Regions from separate parts of the Sus scrofa genome. Here regions 1 and 3 are each linked to region 2. Evidence: chromatin contacts called from public HiChIP or PLAC-seq data. All regions are on one chromosome and are shown on one strand. Each heading gives the region's core, a stretch centred on a gene start, on an enhancer-like site or on the middle of the called end of the contact. The rest is flanking DNA. Distances are from core to core; before and after follow the strand shown.

Evidence for each region. HiChIP or PLAC-seq counts read pairs in DNA pulled down with a chosen protein or histone mark.
Region 1: an H3K27ac HiChIP or PLAC-seq map of skeletal muscle shows a contact between it and region 2. The contact joins the enhancer-like site here to the promoter of HERPUD1 in region 2. A contact is called at or near these places in 13 of 47 Hi-C or Micro-C datasets (blood, brain, embryonic fibroblasts and 6 more) and 2 of 2 datasets of contacts at active chromatin or transcription factors (alveolar macrophages and skeletal muscle).
Region 3: a contact with region 2 is called in an H3K27ac HiChIP or PLAC-seq map of alveolar macrophages. The contact joins the promoter of FAM192A here to the promoter of HERPUD1 in region 2. A contact is called at or near these places in 2 of 5 promoter capture datasets (fetal liver and liver), 1 of 47 Hi-C or Micro-C datasets (blood) and 1 of 2 datasets of contacts at active chromatin or transcription factors (alveolar macrophages).

What each region holds. Positions count from the first base shown.
Region 1 is chr6:19,134,185-19,137,183 of Sscrofa11.1, forward strand. It overlaps FAM192A (protein FAM192A), which reads right to left. Exons shown (of 7, transcript XM_021093905.1): 5 at 1,397-1,530. Among named protein-coding and RNA genes, the nearest start is that of FAM192A, 19 kb to the right of the region's middle. Within about 2 kb of position 1,602, at least 2 of the 83 cell types and tissues checked have an H3K27ac peak or open chromatin away from gene starts, as enhancers often do. A contact at or near this core is called in skeletal muscle, where this site is marked.
Region 2 is chr6:18,899,477-18,902,852 of Sscrofa11.1, forward strand. HERPUD1 (homocysteine-responsive endoplasmic reticulum-resident ubiquitin-like domain member 1 protein) reads left to right here and starts at 1,695. Exons shown (of 8, transcript XM_021093900.1): 1 at 1,695-2,125. The coding sequence starts at 1,985.
Region 3 is chr6:19,152,895-19,156,414 of Sscrofa11.1, forward strand. It overlaps FAM192A (protein FAM192A), which reads right to left and starts at 1,394. Exons shown (of 7, transcript XM_021093905.1): 1 at 1,267-1,394. It overlaps RSPRY1 (RING finger and SPRY domain-containing protein 1), which reads left to right and starts at 1,519. Exons shown (of 15, transcript XM_021093906.1): 1 at 1,519-2,022.

The sequences.
Region 1 (2,999 bases), core at 352-2,851, 230 kb after region 2:
ACTTACTGAGCCAGAATCAGTATGAGGCACAGCAGTAACAAACTTCCAGGTGATTCTAATAAACCCGAGGCTGGGTCGATTAGGAACTCCTGCCCCAGGAGACTAATTTATCACCTTGTTACACAAAACAACAATAAAGGACGATCCAATAAAAAGTGATCTAAGGACTAAGCAAGAAAGATACTTATTTAACACCCATTCTGCTAGCAGCAAGACACGGTTGAGAGGTAGCTAAATGCCTTCTACAGAACCCATTCTCAGTACAGTCCAGTAAAACGAACCCAGGTCCAAATCCTTAAAGATGCCGGGCCAGGCAAGAGAGCTTGTATGAAAACTTGAAAGGAATAATTCATGCCTTGGGTAACTGGCCCCTTCCAGGCCACTGATACCCTCCCGTTTGCTGTTATACTGTGACAACATTTTTACACATAAACAACGCTCCTAGGAACATCAGCAGAGGGATGGTGTGCCAAACCACAGAACTGCATCAGGGCACTCCCTTCAAAACATGTGGCTGGTCGCCAAAATACATGATTTTCCTAATAGACTGCACTTAAACCTTAACATCATTTTGCCTGCAGTAAAGAAGGTCAATCAAATTGAAATCACCAGATTGAATCACTTTGGTGCCATTTCAGGATTTGGAAAGGGAGAAACAAACATAACAAAGAACTTACCAAAACATCTAGGCAGTGCTGCCACCCCACATCAATTAAGCAGAGCCCCAGCCTGGTGTGTACCCTTGTCAAAGCTACCATGTTCTTACAGGCCACAGTGCCTTTGCGGCAGCTCTGCCCCTGCCTGGGATGCTCTGCTCTCCCCATCTGCCTCTCTAAGCCCCAGTCATCCTACCTAATCAAACTTTCCTTTCTAAAGCCTTTCCCCAATATGAGCACACGTATCCTCTCCAGGGAGAGTTCCGGGTTTCCTCCTCCCTGCTCTCACTACGCCCTATATAAATCCTTCCTAGAACGTGCTGCCTTGTTTCCCCTAGAAACATAGATACTCAAATACTGAACTCCACCTTTCCCATTACTTTGTGACCTTGGACAAAAAGGTTCTCAACCTCTGAGATTCTCAGTCTCTTCGTCTGATAATAACAACTTGTGCTTCAAAGACTGGCTGAGAGGAATAAAAGAGATCATGCATGGAAAGCTAAATTAACATAATGCCTGGCATATGGCAGGTGTCCAGTGAAGAGAAGCTATTATGTTGAAGGAACCATCAGAGACAAGAGTCAAAGGCTACAGGAGACACCAAATTTGGTAGGGGAGAAAGAGGTAAAGGAACTTCACCAAGACTTAAGCTTTGGTGACCTTTTGCTCGGCTACCATTACTCTGGCATTTCAGAGCACACGGTCAGAGGGAGATCTGAGTTGTCTAAATGTGGGCTGACCTCTTATGTTTCACAGCTCCTGCCAACAGTTTCGCCTGGGAGAACTTGTTCTTGGTTTCTATGGGTTTCACAGCTACTTTCTTCTCCACTTCTTTCTTGTTTTCTGGAGAAATTCCAACCTTGTTGAGATTACTGTGAGTTACAGGTTAAGGGTCAAACTAAACAAAAACAAGAGCTACAGCAGGACAATGGTAAATCGAGAGACAGAAGACAGCTGGAACCCACTGGCACTTGAGCTCTGCCACGTAGCGTTCGGCTTACTTATTTTAAAAAATTCCCTCCCCTCCGCAGAAATAAAGATTCTGCCCATCAAATCCAGCTGATTTTAAAAGAAATGAAGGTGGCCAGAGGAAGAGAACAAATTAAGCCCAAAATAGAACAGAGAAGTAAACTCTTCCCCTTTGATTCTCAATGAAAATCTGAGTATGGCCAGAAAACGTTCTATTACCAAAGACATGGTCAGTATCATGCTTGATGGGGAAAACAAAGATCTTGAATAATGTAACAGAAAAAAATGTGACTTTCCTGAAAACATAAATATATCTGTTTTGCTCCCCTAAGGGTAAAAGCCAATTTTACAGTGTCCTCTGACTATCAGTAGCATTCAACTGTAGATATCCCATGAAAACAAACTCCTACTCTACTGGTGCAAGACAATGAGAAGCCCCTGCATATCTTCAACACAAGAACCAAAAAGTTGTTTTAAAGGCATAAAACAACCAGTGCACTTGTAACATTTTTCATGCTTGATGTCAATCTCTGGCTTTCAAGATCTGTCACTTTCTTTTGTTCCACCAGCCCCCTCCCCTCCTTCCCTTTCATGCGCTCTCACAACCTATTAGTCAAGAGCTAAGTACTGGAACACAGTGCAATTCCTTAAATTTAAGATGCCGTAGTGCTTTATCGGTACAAGAGTGACATCTAGTGCCCAACGTATCTCTTTACATATTATCAGCCCAAAGGGCTGGGGCTGTGGGTATTTGGTCTTAAACTATTTATTTACGTAACTTTGTACAATGGAGTAACGGGTTTCAGAAATTAAGAAATCCTAATTCAAACCACTCTTCAGGCACTAACTCTATTCTTATGGATACCAGTTATCTTAAGTATTTGCCATAATCAATGGAGGTTATGCAGAATGCTCAGTACTATACTGAATTTCATCAATTTAATGTTTTAATGTTTTGATAATATGCTAATACTGTTCGTTTTTTTAGAATAAAAATCAAAGAAATAAAAATTTCATCTTTTAGGAACAGAATACCAAAAACTATAAGCATGCTGAGATTTTTACCTCCAAGTCCAAAGTTACAGGATAGAAACTCTCAAAAATTTTTTTCTTTTTCTGGCTGCTCGATGGCATAACAGAATTCCTGGGCCAGGGATCAGATCCAAGCTACACCCGTAGCAACACTGGATCCTTAAACCCACTATGCTGGGCCAGGAATCAAACCTGTGTCTTAGCACTGCAGAGACTCTGCCGATCCCACTGCACCACAGTGGGAATTCCCCAAAGAAAATTCTTAACATTAAACATTGAAAAACACAACAAAAATGGAAAAAAATAATAACAAAACCACACATAATATTAAAACAAAAACCC
Region 2 (3,376 bases), core at 445-2,944:
TCAATGTAATCATGAATCATTCAGAGATGTATGAGATTTTGGATTGTCTTTTTTTCTGTTTTTTCCCTGTCTTATCACATTGATTATATTCGTAAGGTCACTGAGAATAGGGTCATTCCATGTTTATCTTTCTATTCCTAGCATTTAATGTTTTCATAAATTCCTGAATTTAATGTTTTTATAAATACAGTTGGCCCTCCACATCTGCGGGTTCCACACCCACCAATTCAACCAACTGAAGATGGAAAATGTTCCAAAGAAAAAAAAATTCCAGAAAGTTCCAAAAGGCAAAACTTAAAATTGCCTCGCGCTGGCAACTATTTACATAGCATTTACATGGTATTTATAATTCTTTACATTGTATTAGGTATTATAAATAAGCTAGAGATGATTTAAAGTATATGGGAGGGTGTACATTGGTTATATGCAAATACTATGCCATTTTATAGAAGGGACTTGAGAAGCTGAGGATTGGGGTAATGGGGGGGTGTCCTGGACTCAATCCCTTGTTCTATAGGCAGAAAAATAAAAGTCCTTTAAAAGGAGCTAGCTCATTGATTACTCAAGAGGGAATCACAGAAATTGGATTGCCTTTTCCCTAGGGAAAATCACACCCCTTTAATTTCTTACTATTGAGTGAAAATGGATGTGCTGTTTTAAGGACTTAATGTTTGTCGCTGCAGGCTACAGAAAACCATGATATATGGCATATATCTGAGTTCCCAGTGAAGCTGTTTTTTCCTGTCTGGCTGCCTCCTCTAAGGCCTTCCGCTTGTCTTACCTGGCCTCATAACCATCAGAAGGAACCAACCCTGCCTGACACCTTGATCTCAGACTTAGCCTCTAGAGCTTTGAGACAATACAGTTCTATAGTTTTTAACCACCCAGTTTATCTTAATAGACCCACCAACCAGACCAAGTTCCTCCTGACACACCTGGCAAAACAGACGTCCCAGCAGGATTAGAACAAATGGGGCAGCACAATGTCAGTTTTGTATGTCAAGACCTTTTTTTCCTACAGATGGAGAGTGCCTGCATCAGGGAGGCCTTTGTGGTCACATTTTTAGGACACTGAGAACCCTGCCTGCCTTGTCTCAGCCCCAAATTCAAGGAAGCATGTGTTAGTATTCTATGACGGGAGGCCCTTTTCTAGCATCTCTCAGCATAAGCTGGATTGTGGCCTGTTGGCCCCCCCGTTAGGGTGATGTCCCCACACTTGGGGATGTAACGTTCAAGTCTGAGGCCACAGATGAATGGCCAACATCAGTTCGGATGCCTGCATTCTCAACCCCAGGAAGACTCGCCCTTTATTTTCCTCGCCCTTCTAAAACGCACCAGGAGTGCCCTTCCGGGTGGGCTCACAAATAGGATCACCCCGGTTCTTTGAGGCAGGAGTCAGGGGTTGGGGAAGGCCTGCCCCCGGGGGGGCGGACCTGACCTCGCCCGCCACCCAGGGAAGGCAAGAGTAAGTGGGGCTGGGGTCAAAAGGGCGGGGGTGCTGCTTTGTGAGGAAACAATTTGCAGAGGCCGCCAGACAGGGGTCTGCAGGGCCGGCCCGCCCCAAAGCGCCTTGACCAACCCGAGCCAAGGAGCAAGACCGTATCCTCAGGGCCGAGGCGCCCATGCGGGCCGCTCGCACCCCAGCATGGCCAGCGAACGCAGATTCTGCGGCTGCAGCAACGACTCTGGGTGACGCCACGGCGGCAGGTTGCATCAGCCCTCGCCCACGTGCTTCGCCCGCCCTTCCGCCCACGGAGCCGGGCGCCGATTGGGCCACGTTGGGGCAGGGGCCTCCGCCTCAGCCAATGGGGGGCAGCCACAGAGCGTTCTGTCGGCGGAGCCCGGGCGCGGGGTCCCTATAAAAGGTAGCCGAGGTGGGGGCGCGCGCCCCAAAGACGCAAACCGTTGTCGCGGCGGTTGTGGGCTGCTGCGAAATCGTCTGCCTGGCATCCGGGAGCGTCGCCGAGCCCACAGCGCCGCCAACATGGAGCCGGAACCCGAGCCCGTCACGCTCCTGGTGAAGAGCCCCAACCAGCGCCATCGCGACTTGGAGCTGAGCGGCGACCGCAGCTGGAGCGTGGGCCGCCTCAAGGCCCATCTGAGCCGCGTCTACCCCGAGCGCCCGGTGAGAGGGGGGCCCCCGACTCCCGCTGCCAGCGCCCGGGCTGTCCACCTCGCGGCCCCTAAGGGTGCCGTGTCCCCCTCCCCTTTGCCTTTACTTCCTTTCGCCGGCCTTCCCCCGACGGCCGGTGCTCCCCAGGTCTGCTCTCCCCGACCTGTGGTCTCCCTCTTCCTGGCCCCCGTCCTAGCCCAGTGGCTGTCACTTCCTCGTTCCAGGCCGCCATCGCTCCGCCTTCCTGACTGGCTGCCTTCCCCTGTCGCCTCGCCTCCTAGGTCCCCAAGACCTCACACTCCTGCCATACCTGTCCATACCCCTTCGCTGCACCCTAGATCTGGCGTCCAGCCGTCCCCCGACCACTGATACAGCCCTTTGACCTTGAGCGAGTCATTTCACCCTCCAAGCCTCAGTTTCCCCAAAACGTCAGGGTGACGAGGTGTGTTCCTCGTTAGGATTGCGCCCAATGAAGACGAATGAGAAAACATAAAGGCTGCGAAATGAGTTCTCTGAATATAGCCCCTCGTTGCGGAGAGGAGAGGGCAATTGCCAACGCCAGCCAGTGGCCAGAGAAACATGGTGGGCACCGGGCAGTGTGTACTTAAGGTCCCACACCCAGGAGCAAGACGTGGCTCTTTCCCTCCCAGTCCATCTTCCGCCCTGGGCCCCTCCCTGTGAGCTGGACTCCACAGCCTTTGCTTAGTCGTAGGGGGAGAGTGGTGCACTTTCTGGTAAAGAGTGATTCGGAAAGGAAATAGGTGGAAGGAATCTCCTGAGTCTGGATTTTAAGACTGGGGTCTCTCAATTACAGAGATTTCCTCGCTTTGTTTTGGTTGACATGTCTGTCAATATCACCCTTAGCGCCGCCCTCCCCCCCTGCCCACCACGTGATGGAGGCTCTGAGCTGGACCTTCCTGTATTTACTTTCTACTCTAATATTATGTAAGCCTCAGCAGTGTGCTTCACCACCCACAAATGTAATTCTCCATCAAACAGGAGAGGGCATCAGGGCTGGAGACGATTGTGAAATCGTTCCTTCTTTGAAGAGTTGCAACGTGTCGCAGCTCATGGGTCGAATTGTTTTCGTTTCTCATTGTAGAGGATGTGGAAGTGAGTTTGCTGTCAGAGTCGTTCTTTTGAAATGTGCTTATTTATTTAATAAGCTCCCATTCCTTTAGCATTCGCCTTGGCACTGTTTGTAATTTCACCGTGGCTGCCTCCAAGAAACCAGGTGGCAGTGCTGCTGTGAGAATGGCTATT
Region 3 (3,520 bases), core at 144-2,643, 250 kb after region 2:
GCGCCACGACGGGAACTCCTGACATAATTCTTACTTTGATACAGCCAGAAAGGATTTCCCCAGGGAGTTAAGGCGCCAAGACCTCAGGTGAGAAAGATAATTGGGCAGCCTCTACCTTCGGACCCTTACAAACTGTTAATCTCAAACTCTATTTGAAAGGCTATAAAAGCTACCTTTGTCTCAGTTTAATTTCTTGAATCAAAAAGGAGTCTACACACTAGTTCTTCTCAAGATTTTCTGAAGCAGTGCCCTTCAAACCATTTAATGAGGTCCTTGTTAACACATCAATTAGTCACACAGCTGAATTATCAACAAATCTTACCTAACAGGTAGTACCCAAGAAGTCACTGGGGATTCTGACCACCAGACCCGCCCCTGGCTTCCTAGGTCCCACTCAAACTTGAGTCAGTCAATCTGAGGTGGAGTTGAGAATCTGTATTTTAGGGATACAGACCTCTTGTTTTCTACGAGTTTAAGAACCAGTGCTACGGACAAATAGGTCTCCCTCTTTCCCGCCGTGCGTGCTGACTTTCACATGGACCAGCAACTCTCAAATGAGTCACTTCAACGCTCGGTCTTAGTTTCCTAAATTTTCCGCAAAACGAGCACACCTGTTTGTTTTCTATTAGAAGAAAAGGCACTGAGCACAGCGAATGGTACATGGTACATAATTAACGTTTCCCATCCTACACTGATTCTGTGATTCAATCATTTTCAACTAGGCACCTCCACATCTCCCGAGAAGGCTGGAGCCTTTCCAAGACCTCGGGGTAGAGCCGGCTCCTCACTTGGAACCGGGGTGGCCCCACTTGGTAGAAAAGGTAGAGGGGGGCCGGGAAGAGGCCCAAAAGTCCCAGGACCGCTTGAAAGGGTAGGGATCCTCCCCCACAGCACCTGGAGGCGTTCCCGCCGGACTCCCTCGGCTTCCCTCAGCCTGGGCCCCGCAAGTCCCGGGCCCCAGTGACTCAGAACACTGGGCGAGTATACAGATTGAGAACAGGCCTGGCTCTAGACCTCACAGCAGAGGCAGCCCCCCATCTCCTCAACAAGGAGACTGGAGCCCAGGTCTCCTACCCGGCCAGGGCCCAGGCCGCACTCACCTACCAGCGTGCGGGAGGCGAGACCCCCTCACCTCGGCGGCGCCCACCCCAAACCGCCACCACAAAGGCCGCTCGCTCTTTACGAGAAAGAAAAAGAAAAAAACCGAAAGAAAACAGCCTCTGCTTTTATATTTCTTCTGACCCTTCAGGGCTTCCTGTTCCTCACCGCCACAACAAAGTTCCGCCCCGCTTCCGGCGGCGTAACCCAATCCGCCCCTCTCCTCCTCCCCAGGAGACAGCTGGAAATCCGGTGCCTGGAATGCTAGCGGGAAAGATTTGATTGGGCCATTCACACCTCAGCAAGGGGATTGGCCAGCTCTCGCCGGAGGGGAGGGCCGGGGCCGTGACGGCACGTGATGCCACCCCTGAAAGATGATTGGCTGTTAAGAAGAGGGTTGCCACCGAGGAAGGGGCGTTTCCTGGGGGACTGAGGGAGGGCCCGGGCGGTACGAAGCGGGGGTGGGCCCAGTACGTAATGGCAGCGCGGTGGCCTCGCGTCCATCTTTACCGCTCTCTCGGACCTGTCACAAAGGAGTAGCCCTGCCGCCGCCGCCCCCTCCCTCGGGTGGGCCCAGGAGCTGGAGAAAGTCAGTGCCGCAGCCCAGACGCGCTGCTCCGGGAAGCCCCTGGGGACGCGGAGCGGGGGGGAGCCCTAGGGCTGGGGACGTCCGTGAGGGAGAACAGCCGCCTGAGTGCGGCGGCGAGACCAGACTTGGGTCGGAGGAGGCTCCGGGACGGGGCCTGGGAGGTGGGTGGCGTTGGGCAGAGCCCAGAAAACAGCCCGGAGGTTCTCCAGAGACGCCCGTGCTGAAGGCGCCAGGAGAGGTTCCTGGAAGAGGGTGTTCCCCCTTTAGGGGGTTCTCGACCGGAGGAGGTTGTTGGGGGTCGCCCTTCTGAGGAGGCCGCGGCGAAAGGGATCCAGGTGAGAGGCAGGTAGCTCCTGGTAGGCTCCTGATATTTAGGGGTGCTCCTCTTGTGGTGCCCAGGGGTAGATGGGAGAACGCTTTGGGAGGGTTTCTTTTTGTGGAGTTTGAGGTTCGGGCGGCACGAGTGGGAGACAGATCATCCCCCGGCGACTTAAACGTGCCTTAGGCTCAAGAGTCGCCTCAGAGAGAGGTTAGGTGTTGGGAGCCAGGGCTAACGGGTTCTCCTACCTCGGAGGCCTGATGTGGAAAATGGGTAAGGGCCTGGGGAGAGGGGACTGCCTCGCCGTTCCAGGGAGAAAGGACCACCAGCCATAGGAACGCCCGGGTGGGGAATAGTGAGAGGGAAGCGGGAATGGCAAGGATTTTCCTCCCAAACAGAGGATTCAGCCACTTCTGGGTGTACAGTGCAGGTGCAGTGGGGCAAGTCCGTCCCACCAACACTCCCTGCGTGACTCTAGATCAGGCTTTTGTTCCGACCTGTTACCTGTTTCCCTGTTTTTGGGGACGGAGATCGAGGCAGAAATGGTCCACTGAGACTCTTCAGTGCTATCCTGTATAGTTGTCTGAATGAGGCTGCTCCCCCTAGAGTGTTGTACTTTGAACTTTTAAAGGTTAGAAGTGTCTATTGAATTGACTGAATAGAGTCCCACGGTTGTCCAGGCCCCTTACCTACCATCTCCTCCTCCTTAACCTCCTTGGTCTCTTCTGTACAATAACACAGTGTGTGAAAGTACTTTACAGACTACAAGCTGTGTGAAAGTACTGTGATTCTACCATCAAAGGGGTTGCTGTTGAGGAATGAAAGTGAAGGCACTTTCTAAACTGTAAAGCAGTATGTAGATGAAGGGATTAGCATTAATACAGTTGCTGGTCACCTATGGAGTATTGGGAGCCATGTTGTACTGAGAGCTTTAAGGTTTACAGCTTTTTAGGTCATATAAACTAAACCCATGGTTTCAGCCCTTGCTTAGATGGGGGTGGAGGGATTTCCACATTTACTGCCATAGTTCTAATTTAAACTTCTGATGGTACCGGCAGGAGACATAATCTTTTCCTTCAGGAATTTTTTTTTTTTTTTTTTTTTTTTTTTCCCCTGACAGCTGAAATTTTCCTCCAGGTAATTTGATCTCAATATTGTAAACTACCTCCCCTTTTTCCATATATGTATACCTATGGCCATTGGATGTCTACAGGTAGTGAATATCATGTTTCCTCCCTCAGTGGTGATTTTGCAACTGAGACCTCCTTTTCTTTTCTGTGAATATTATGCCTTCCCATAGTAGCCCCAGACTACACGTTAGCAATTGCTTTTACATTTCTTGTCCACAGTGGTTCTTTCTACCCTTCTCCATATATAGTTTGCATTTCCTGGGATGACATCTTGCTTTGTAGCTCCCTCTAGGAGGTTATAAGATACTTGTGCCCATGTATGACATTTTCCTAATGTTCAGTTAGTGGCATTTGTTAGAGCTGGTTTAACAAATATTGAGTAAT